2 separate regions of the Astyanax mexicanus genome follow, and region 2 is linked to region 1. The links are chromatin contacts, called in public Hi-C maps. All regions are on one chromosome and are shown on one strand. The core of a region is the stretch at or near the end of the contact, and the rest is flanking DNA. Distances in the headings are between cores, read along the strand shown. Region 1 has its middle 28 kb from the start of LOC111194757. Region 2 holds the start of foxf1 (forkhead box F1).

Evidence for each region. A called contact is a pair of places that touch in the nucleus more often than the background predicts.
Region 2: a Hi-C map of muscle shows a contact between it and region 1, with 18 times the contacts expected there. The contact joins the promoter of foxf1 here to the enhancer-like site in region 1. A contact is called at or near these places in 2 of 3 Hi-C or Micro-C datasets (both in muscle).

Annotation. Positions count from the first base shown.
Region 1 is chr9:13,022,200-13,026,936 of AstMex3_surface, reverse strand. No RefSeq gene overlaps it. Among protein-coding and RNA genes, the nearest start is that of LOC111194757, 28 kb to the right of the region's middle. Within about 2 kb of position 2,051, the one cell type or tissue checked has an H3K27ac peak away from gene starts, as active enhancers do.
Region 2 is chr9:13,108,599-13,113,335 of AstMex3_surface, reverse strand. foxf1 (forkhead box F1) reads right to left here and starts at 2,414. Exons shown (of 2, transcript XM_007244016.4): 1 at 1,034-2,414. The coding sequence starts at 2,006. It overlaps LOC111194758 (a long non-coding RNA gene), which reads left to right and starts at 2,845. Exons shown (of 2, transcript XR_007440690.1): 1 at 2,845-3,315.

The DNA of each region.
Region 1 (4,737 bases), core at 802-3,301:
GGTCTTGATTTAAACTCGACTAGAAAAAGCCTAAGTCTTGACTTGTACATGAATACTAAAAGTCTTGACTCTGGCTCAATTACTAAAAGTCTTGGACTTGACTCAGGTTCAATTACTAAAAGTATTGGTCTTGACTCTGGCTCAATTACTAAAAGCCTTGGTCTTGACTCAGGTTCAATTACTAAAAGCCTTGGTCTTGACACTGGCTCAATTACTAAAAGTTTTGGTTTTGACTCAGGCTTGAAAACAAAGTTTTGATCTTGACTAAGGTTCAATTACTAAAAGTTTTAGTCTTGACTTGACATGATCCAACACTGTAGAAAGATAATTGACACATGTAGTATACTATAGGTTGGTTCAAATCACATTTTTTCATTGGCTCAACAAGCATTTTTAAGTTATGAACTTATTTTATTGAGTTGTACTGGCTGGTAAGTTCATTCAATTTTATATTAGTTCTCCTGACTGAAACACAAAATCACTTTTTAGAGTGTAGGAATTGTGTAAATATTCAGGCTGTATGAGATTAATTATCGAAGAACACCTTTGGGAACCTCTACAATTCCATGCAGTGATGTCTGGTATGCTGTGTTACACATGACTTACACATGTATGTTTATGTGTACATATGTATGTTTAGCTCAATAAATATTGCCCATATGAGTCTAAATTTTAATCATCAATCTTATATAGAAATTTTGATTCAATAAAAATCTAATGCATTACTTGATTTAAGTAATATACATTTAACAATTTAAAAACAAGTTCTGAGAAACTCTTTAATCTTGCAACTGCAATAACACAGCATAAAGTGAAATATACTAGATCACTATAAGTAGTTGATATTTAACTTTTTTTGCTCACATTCAGAAATAAAACAGTGGATGTATAGCCATATATAGTTCTCTTTTACAGCGCACTATATGGGACTGTGTTCTTGTTGGACAGCAGTAAAAGCGAGGCCTGTGGCAGTTGTTTTGGGGGATCTGGTGCAGCAGAAACAGGCCTCTGGTTGTTTATGAGAGGAGGCTGGTCTGAGAGGAGGGAGTGTGCTGGGCGAGTGCTGGGCTGGAGAGGAGCAGGCTGTAGAATAAGCACTGAGAATCCGCTGCAGCAGGACTCCAGGGAGAAGCCGGCTGCCTCTGGCACTCATCAGCAGGCAAACAGACGCGCAGGACGGACAGCCTTATCACTGTGCTGACTGTCAATCACAAGTCAGCCTAACCACTGCCCACACACACACACACACACACACATAATAGTTTGTTTTATACAATGTCAGAATGTGGTGCCAATGTAACAACCTATTTTTTATGAAAAGTTAAATATCTAGCTAATTTAAAGGATATTCAATAAATAATTATACAAAAAAATATAGAATTTAAAGAATATAGGCCAATAGTAATGTTGAGTATCAAGCAGTATAATATTATTTTTAATATAAAAATGGACAACTTGAAACCATCCATTTGCAGTTGTGTCATCCCCCTTTAGGCAGTGTCAGTGTGTAATCATTCCCTCCAGGCTACCTTCTCCTATGTGTTGTGTATATAATTTAATTATATTGAAAAACGATCTGCCTTGACGTCAATGTTATCATTTATTGTGCTGTTGAGGATGCCATTAAGTTTGCAAATAGGCCTTATAAGGATGAAATTAGTCAATATAGGTAATAGATAACTTAAAGTTTATGATATTTATATCATGTTTTTGTTGTAAAAATACAAATCAAACTAATATGGTGTGAGATGACTATTACTGCTTTGAAATATTACTACTTTAAGTTGGATAGGCCAAATTTAGTTCTGTTTTTCATACCGTTTTTTATTAGATACTTTTTGAGTGTAGAATTGCTGCCTCTTTTACAGAAATGATGAGCACACTGACTCAGATTTTCCTGATTCTCCAGTGTTCACGGCTGTTGATAAGCCATGGCTCGTATGGTTGGAGGGGCAGTGTTGTTGTTTTGACAGTCAGGGCGCTGTGAGTTTGCAGTAATCTGATCCAGTTTAAGGCTATTCCAGGGCACTGGAGCTGAAACGGGAGCTCACAGCCTCACTGCATCCCCTGAGACACACTCAGCCAAATCATATGCTGCCCACTGACAGACAAATGCATCCATTATGCCTATTTAGTGCAGGGCATGGGTGAAAGGGCAAGAGGCAGAGCAAAGGGATTGCCAAATGCCCCGGTCACCATCGTCTTTAGAGAGAGGGAGGGACTGACGGAATAGTAGTAAAGAGGAAGAGAATGAGAATTGGGGAGGTTTATCGTTCCAGTTAGAGAACCAATAGTGTAGAATATTGCAGAACATTAGGTGAGATCATGTTGGAACATTGATACTGGGGCTTAGAATTGAATATCGCCGCTGTCCAATGAAAAACACTTATCTCCAAAACAGCGACTTTACAGGAGAGAGAAAAAACCTTGTAAACTTTCAATGAAAGTCAATGTAAAAAGAGTTTATTTCAGGTCATTTTTAAGAGTTTTTATTGGTCCGTTCATCAAGAAATGTTGGCACAGTGTAAGGGACAGTTTGTCTGTTCAAAGTATGTAGTAAACTAAAAATCAACAAAAATGAAGACAAGTGTTTTTCATAGGACAGTGACGATATGCAGAATCAAAGATATTTAAAAAATTGTTCATCCTGCTTTTATTGAAGTAACTGTCTTTACTCTCCAGGAAAGCCTTTTGTTGGATTTTGGTGTGTTGCTGTTAGGATTTGAATTAGAGAAGTATTGCCAATAGAATAGGGCTCTATAAAAACCCATCTGTATTGCAGTTAGTTTTCTAAAATGAGTTGATGGAGAGTTGGGGATGAGCTTGGTGGTGATCATCAACTATTACTAATATTATAAAATATATCACACAAAGCATGATAACCTATTGTGCCATCTTTATTTTTAAGAGTGTAGCATATTTACATATTTATATTTGTACCTTTTTAAAGGTTTTAAATGTGAGTAAGTGAGGTTGAGTGTGTAAACAGTGTGTAGTGATCAGCTGCTGGGTGATAGCAGGATGTATTCTCAGTGAGAACATGCCAAAGGCCAGCTGAAACCCTCACAGGGAGCTGGAGAAGGCTGCAGAAGACCACACCAGCTGGCTTTCATTCTACGAACTCGGCTGTCGCAATGGCAGCGCTCAATTCAGCTTACATCGTGCTTGACCCCGAGCTGGCATGTGGATGGTATGTTTAATGCTGCCAGTAAGTGTAGTGATGTCACCTTTAGTAGATCTTGTAGTCTGGTTTCTGACCAGGCTTGATGATGACAGGATTGATAGATCTAAGTCCTTTAACATGGTTTTGTTGAAAGTATGCTAAAGGGCCATAACATTAAAACCACCAGCCTAAAATTGTGGAATGGACTCAACAAGAACTCTGAAGGTGTCCTGTGTTCTCTGCCACCAGGTCTAACCTTAGCAGCAGATCTTTTAAGCCCTTTAAGTTGTGAGATTGGACTTTCATGAGCATCACTGAAAGCCTTGGGGTCAATGACCCTTTTACCAGTATAGCCATTGTCCTTCGTTGGAGCATTTTTGGAAACATCACCTGATGTTTCCAAAAAGACCTGCCCATTGGTGGTCTTCCAATATGTTGATTATCGTCAAATTATTTTAGATTATTCAGTTGCCAAATTTTCTGCTTCTAACATCAACACCAACTTCAAGAGCTCGCTGGTCATTTCCTAGAAAATCAACTTTGATCCTATTACCTGTCAGTGGTTTAAATGTTATGACTGTTTTTGGATTGTCTTGGAAAACTTTAAGCTGCGGGGCCTTCCATGTGTTTGTATTATTTATAGCTCAGTTGAATTGTAAATACAATAGTATTGGGACACCTGTTCATTCAGTGCATCCCAAAAGTATTGGATGGAGCACCATAATTCCAAAGAACACAGTTCCACTGCTCTATAGCTCTATAGCTCAGGGCTGGGTGGCTTTATATCCATATATTCCACACCTGACATTAGGAATAATGCTAATAGGTTCATGGTAACCTGATCCAGAAAGTTCTATTCTATTGCTTGTATGTATCTACAGCGTCTAGACATGATTTTTCAGCAATAAGTGTAAATTAAAGTAGCTTAATGCATTCATTAGGACCCAGCTGGTACATGACCATCCTTTAGTGTTGAAATGTGAGGTTAAAATAATGTTGTAGTTTCAGTTTAAAACAATACTGAAACAATGTTTAATATTACATGGCAATAGCAAAGTATAAAATACTTACTAATAAGTATTAAAATTTTGACTTCATGTGTTTTATATAAATATGATTATAATTATTATTTGTATTAGCACTTAATACTTTATTATACAGTATATTGATCAGTAACCATTCCGAATGTCTAAATATATTGTTAAAAATGAAACAGACAAGAAAGTAAACTTTGTGAACAAAGGTTGAGTTACTGTGTTACTTCTGCTTCAGTCTAAAGAACATTTTCAGCATTCAGAGTTTTTCTGAGTGTTGTTGGATCTATATACTTTTACTGTCTTTACCCCCGAAGAGCTGTACTTTTTTTAAAGAATGCCCAACGTAGAATATAAAGAGAATACAATCTACATTTTAATGCTGATTATTTTTCCAAAAAATCAAAAAACATAATTTAACGTTGATTCAACCTTAATATGATGTTGATTCAAGTGTATGCACAGTATAGCAGAAGCAATTAAGCTGTTTATTAGCAGCATAAGGTGCTTCATTTAACAAGAACATTTAAAATGCAACAT
Region 2 (4,737 bases), core at 1,165-3,664, 86 kb before region 1:
TATACTGATCAATACTGTTTAATACTGGTCACGCGCAGATTAAAATGCAGTAAAGAGGATGGCAGCGAAGCACTCTGGTTTATATGGCATTTACTAAGAGCGCTATCTTTCTATTCCTGCCCCAGGGCGGGGGTGGAGGTGGAAATGGGGATTGTCCGGCTTGCACGCGATTCCCACAGGACGCATCGCTCGCGCGGCTTCTCTTATCGGCCAGTGTGCCCTCTACATATCAGAAATTCGGTGTATTGTATCGTAGTGTGCACATCTTAAGCAAGATTATGCTATAAAATGTCTAACCTCAATAAAGACTGAACGCGAACACTCTTATAAACGAAGGTTCCACAACTAGATAAATAGAAAAAGCATCATATTTGTAAAAATAAGTAAATCAAAAATAACAGATAACCCATTTTAGGGTTCTTCATTTTCACACATCTTGCAAACTTTGTGTTTAGACATAATAGATAATAGTCCAGTTTGGGAACGTAGCACATCCTATTCCAGTTTTAGCTTCTAGGGGAAACGCGCATAAAATAAAAAAGACATTTACTTTTATAGAAAAAACTGTGGCTTTTAATTTATTAATGTGAAATGAAAACTGTCAAAATATGACCTGGTTCAGTAAAATGTAGTCTATGATCATTAAAATCATATTTTTGTTTTAAAAATGTAATTTAGTGTGGTTATTTAATTAGAGTTGAGTTTTCTAAAACTTCACAGCTCAAAATATATTTTCTAAATTGTTAAGCTAACATTGCACTCAACACTTTGAAAAACTGGGCCTAGATTTGCAGCTCCACACTCTTAAAACTAATATAAAACGGCTTTACATTGGGTTCTTTATAGAACAACCACGGTTTTTTCTAAAAATAATCATTTTTTGGAGGAATTGTCACTGTGAACAACATGTAAACTGATTTGTAGCTGCAGTCTTTCAAAACGTGTTTTTTGAGCAATGTAGGCAAACCTTGGTTGCATAAAAAATATTTTCTGTGAATAAATGTGAGTTATAAATTCAGAACAAAACCGTTACCTTGAAGATCACTCGTGCTGTGTCCGTTCTGGTGCAGATATGACTGGTCCAGGGAGTGCGTGGGTAAACTGGGCTGCAGGGGGTTCGTCCCAGGGTTGCAGGGCGAGAGCGGCTGCTGCTTGATATAGGACGCTCCATTGTTGAGAGAGGCGGACGGGGTGGGCGCCCACGCCGACGTGGGGCTCGAGTAAACGGGATGGGGTTCCATGACCCCTGGTCCGCTGGGCAGCAGCGGAGATGCGGCATTGTCGTGGTGTGGGTAGTCACCGGCGGACGGTCCCGTGCAGCTGCCCATGTACGAGTGTCCTCCATTGGCTGACAGATGGGACATGGAGTGTCCAGCCAGGCCCATACCGTCCATGTTGCCGGTCAAGTGTCCGTTCATCATCCCAATCCCACTTTCCAAAGACAAGCTGTTGGGAGGGCACGACAGCGCCCCTCCGCCGCCTTGGAAGTTGTAGGAGTCGGGGAGGTGGTTGAATCCCAGGCCGTTCATCATGCTGTACATGGAAGGCTTGAGCGCCTGGCACTTGCGCCTGAATCCGCGCGGCCTGCGCCGGAACGAACCCTCCTCGAACATGAACTCGCTGGCCGGGTCAATGGTCCAGTAGTGACCCTTGCCTGGGCGACCCAAGCCTTTGGGGAGCTTGATGAAGCACTCGTTGAGGGACAGGTTGTGGCGCACAGAGTTCTTCCAACCTTGGTAGGAGCCGCGGAAGAAGGGGAAGCGGCTCTGGAGGAACTGGTAGATCTCACTGAGGGTGAGGCGCTTGGTGGGAGAACTTTGAATGGCCATGACGATGAGAGCGATATAGGAGTACGGCGGTTTTTCGGGACGCCTGATGCCGGCGTTAGTTTTCTTGGTCTTGGTGGCAGAGGAGGCCGCGTCCATCGCTGCCGGCTTCTCTGGCGCAGACATTGGGCTGCTCTGGGCAGGAGTCTGCACGGATGGCTGCTGGATCTCGGCCGTCATTTAGGAGCTTGCCAGGAAGGGAACTCCCCCGCGGTGGATCTGCTTCTCGGGTAGCGTACAAAAAACAACACGAACACAGTTAACTCCCTCACAACCAACTCTGGACCATGACTTCTTTGCTTCAGATGCGCAACCAAAAGTATGGAAAGAAACGTCAAAGTTGGAAAAAAAAACTTCTTATTTCTCCTCTGGGTTGTTCCTCAGATAGCACAGTCCACAATGAAATGAAAATTTGAAGGTGGTGGTGCAAGTAGTAGAGGTGGGGGTTGGAAGTAGAAAAAAAACACGTTGGGGGAGGCTGCTAAGAGCTCCTACTCTTCTCCTCTCGTCTATCTTCTCCTCTCTTCTCAGCTCGTCCTCAGGAGATCGCCCTTTACTTATGTGAAGCCATGAGCGCCTTGCACGCTCTTGAGCAGAAGGAGGGCAGAAGCGCTCGACATGCTCCGCCCCCCATAGAGGCTACCAGTGCCCTCCCACTACAGAGCTGATGTTCTACAGCCAACAACATCTGGCTCCCTGCTTCTATCTGCGTTTGTAAGCTGAAATTGCCTTAAATGTATATACGCTTCATGTAGAATAATATTGTGCACGGGTGTGGACAATCGTATTCAATACTTATCAATTGGTTAATCAAGGGTTTTCGTTTTTTTGTGCTTTTAATTCTTAAAAATAACTGTAAAGGTTAACCAACACGAACAACAGTAGATAAGCTTACATTCCATGTACTGATTTCATAACGTTTTATTTTAGGATATATACGTACAATACAGTTTAATCTGATTTACTTATATTACCATTCTTTTTCAAGGTTTTATTTAATGTGTAATTTATTGTTTGGGCTACATGCTATCTGCACTGGTCATCAAGGGCTCTCGATTTTCTAAAATCCGCATTCTGCATCAAATAAAAACTAAAAAATGTGATTTAATAACCACAAAAAGTTGTATTACTGCACACAGTGGGGAGCATGGTCCCGTTTTCTTTTTAAGACAGACAGGAACATGGGCAGGATGTTTATACTGCAAAATGTAAACATTTTCCCTGGCCTTCCTTAAATAAAAAAATCAAGCAAAAGCTCCACAAGAGCTGCTAATACCCGTGCCGATACAATGGGTCCGTTTGGATGCAGAGCTCTTCTGGATCCTATGCTGCTTTTCAGCGAGGATTCGGCTTTTAGAAGCCGAGAACGAGTGAGAGAACGAGAGAGAGGAGTCCGGGATCTGGAGCTTACAGCTCAGGTGAAGATCGGATGACGACCTCTCGATAGAGCTCCGTGCTTCTCGACTGCGCGCTCGTCCATCACTCATCGGTGAGTCTAAAGACGCGTGAGCTCCACTTGTCACCTGGATTCAGACAGATGTTCATATTTTAGAAGGTCTGGTTTGAGAAGGGTGAGCACTCTGTAAAGTAAAAGTTTGCCGTCTGTTTGTTCGAGATAAGTTAAAATGCTAATTATTTCAGGTCAAACCGGAGAATAAAATACTTTATAATAAAAAAATAATACAAATGATAACAATGATGGATTATTTAATCAGCATGTTTGACAAACTCATGATGTGTTCTCCAAACACTAAGAAAAATATACCTTCTAGTATTTTCTAGTATGTGATCGTAGCCTAAATATCTTTCCAGGCACAAGGCGAAAAGCTTGGAGCTTGCCCTGGTGTAGAGTTCCAGGGAGAAGGCATCATCCCGTAGTTCAGGATAAGCAGCTAGTCCCTAGACTTCATGTATTGGTATAGCTATTAGCTTTACCTCTTCAAATTTTTTCACATAATTTATTTTATTTTGTACCTGCAGTTGACAATAATAAAATAAAAAAAATAATGGTTAAGGTCCATATGAAAGATTGTATATTAGAGTCTGTATGTCATGCTTGTCTGAATTTCTCAAATCGATCAAACCACGTGGCTACACGTGAACTTGTCACTTTTTAAATTTAAGACTACTGATTCCTAACAAAACGATAGACAATGCGATTTTAATGCATTAAAATACTAAAATATTAAACTTCAGACTAGATATTATCAGGACAATGACATGCAATCAAAATGTTAAATTCGAGACTATATATGATCTTGTTTGGGCTTATCAAAATTGTCTCAGCTCAAAATAATATCTAAATTAGCAAAAAAAAAAAAAAAAAAAACACTCAGCTTGTTATCCTAGCACTAAAATATTATGCCAAACTGTTCCATATATGGTAAACTGTATTGTCAGGGCAATTAAGTGCAATCTAAATGTGAAATGTTTTAAATAGAAGGGCAAACAGAGGACTGTTGGAGAACTGTTGGACCATGTTAAACTGGAGACTAGGTATTGTTAAGACAATGAAAGAAGAAAATTATCTGCCTTTGCCAGTTTAGATGATCCTTACAATATTCCGCTTTTGGGAAATGAGACAACATTTAATTGGATGATCACAATGATACTGTGGAAGATATGCATCTTAAGTACAAACACACACATTTTCGGTATTATAGCCCAAGTTGAGACATTATGCTGTATCAAACTACACTTTTTTTTTTTTTTTTACACCAAATAGGTTGATAATATAGCAGAGAGTCAACTCCACGCTTACATCCACCTTCTACTTTATTCCTCCGTTTGGCAGAAACCTTAAGTGACGTCGTGCCACAGGAGGCCTAAACGAAAATACACAACCGTCCGTCGTTAAGGAGATAGTCTGAAAGCTTGTCTGAAGGCTTAGGTCAGACTTAAACATGATGCT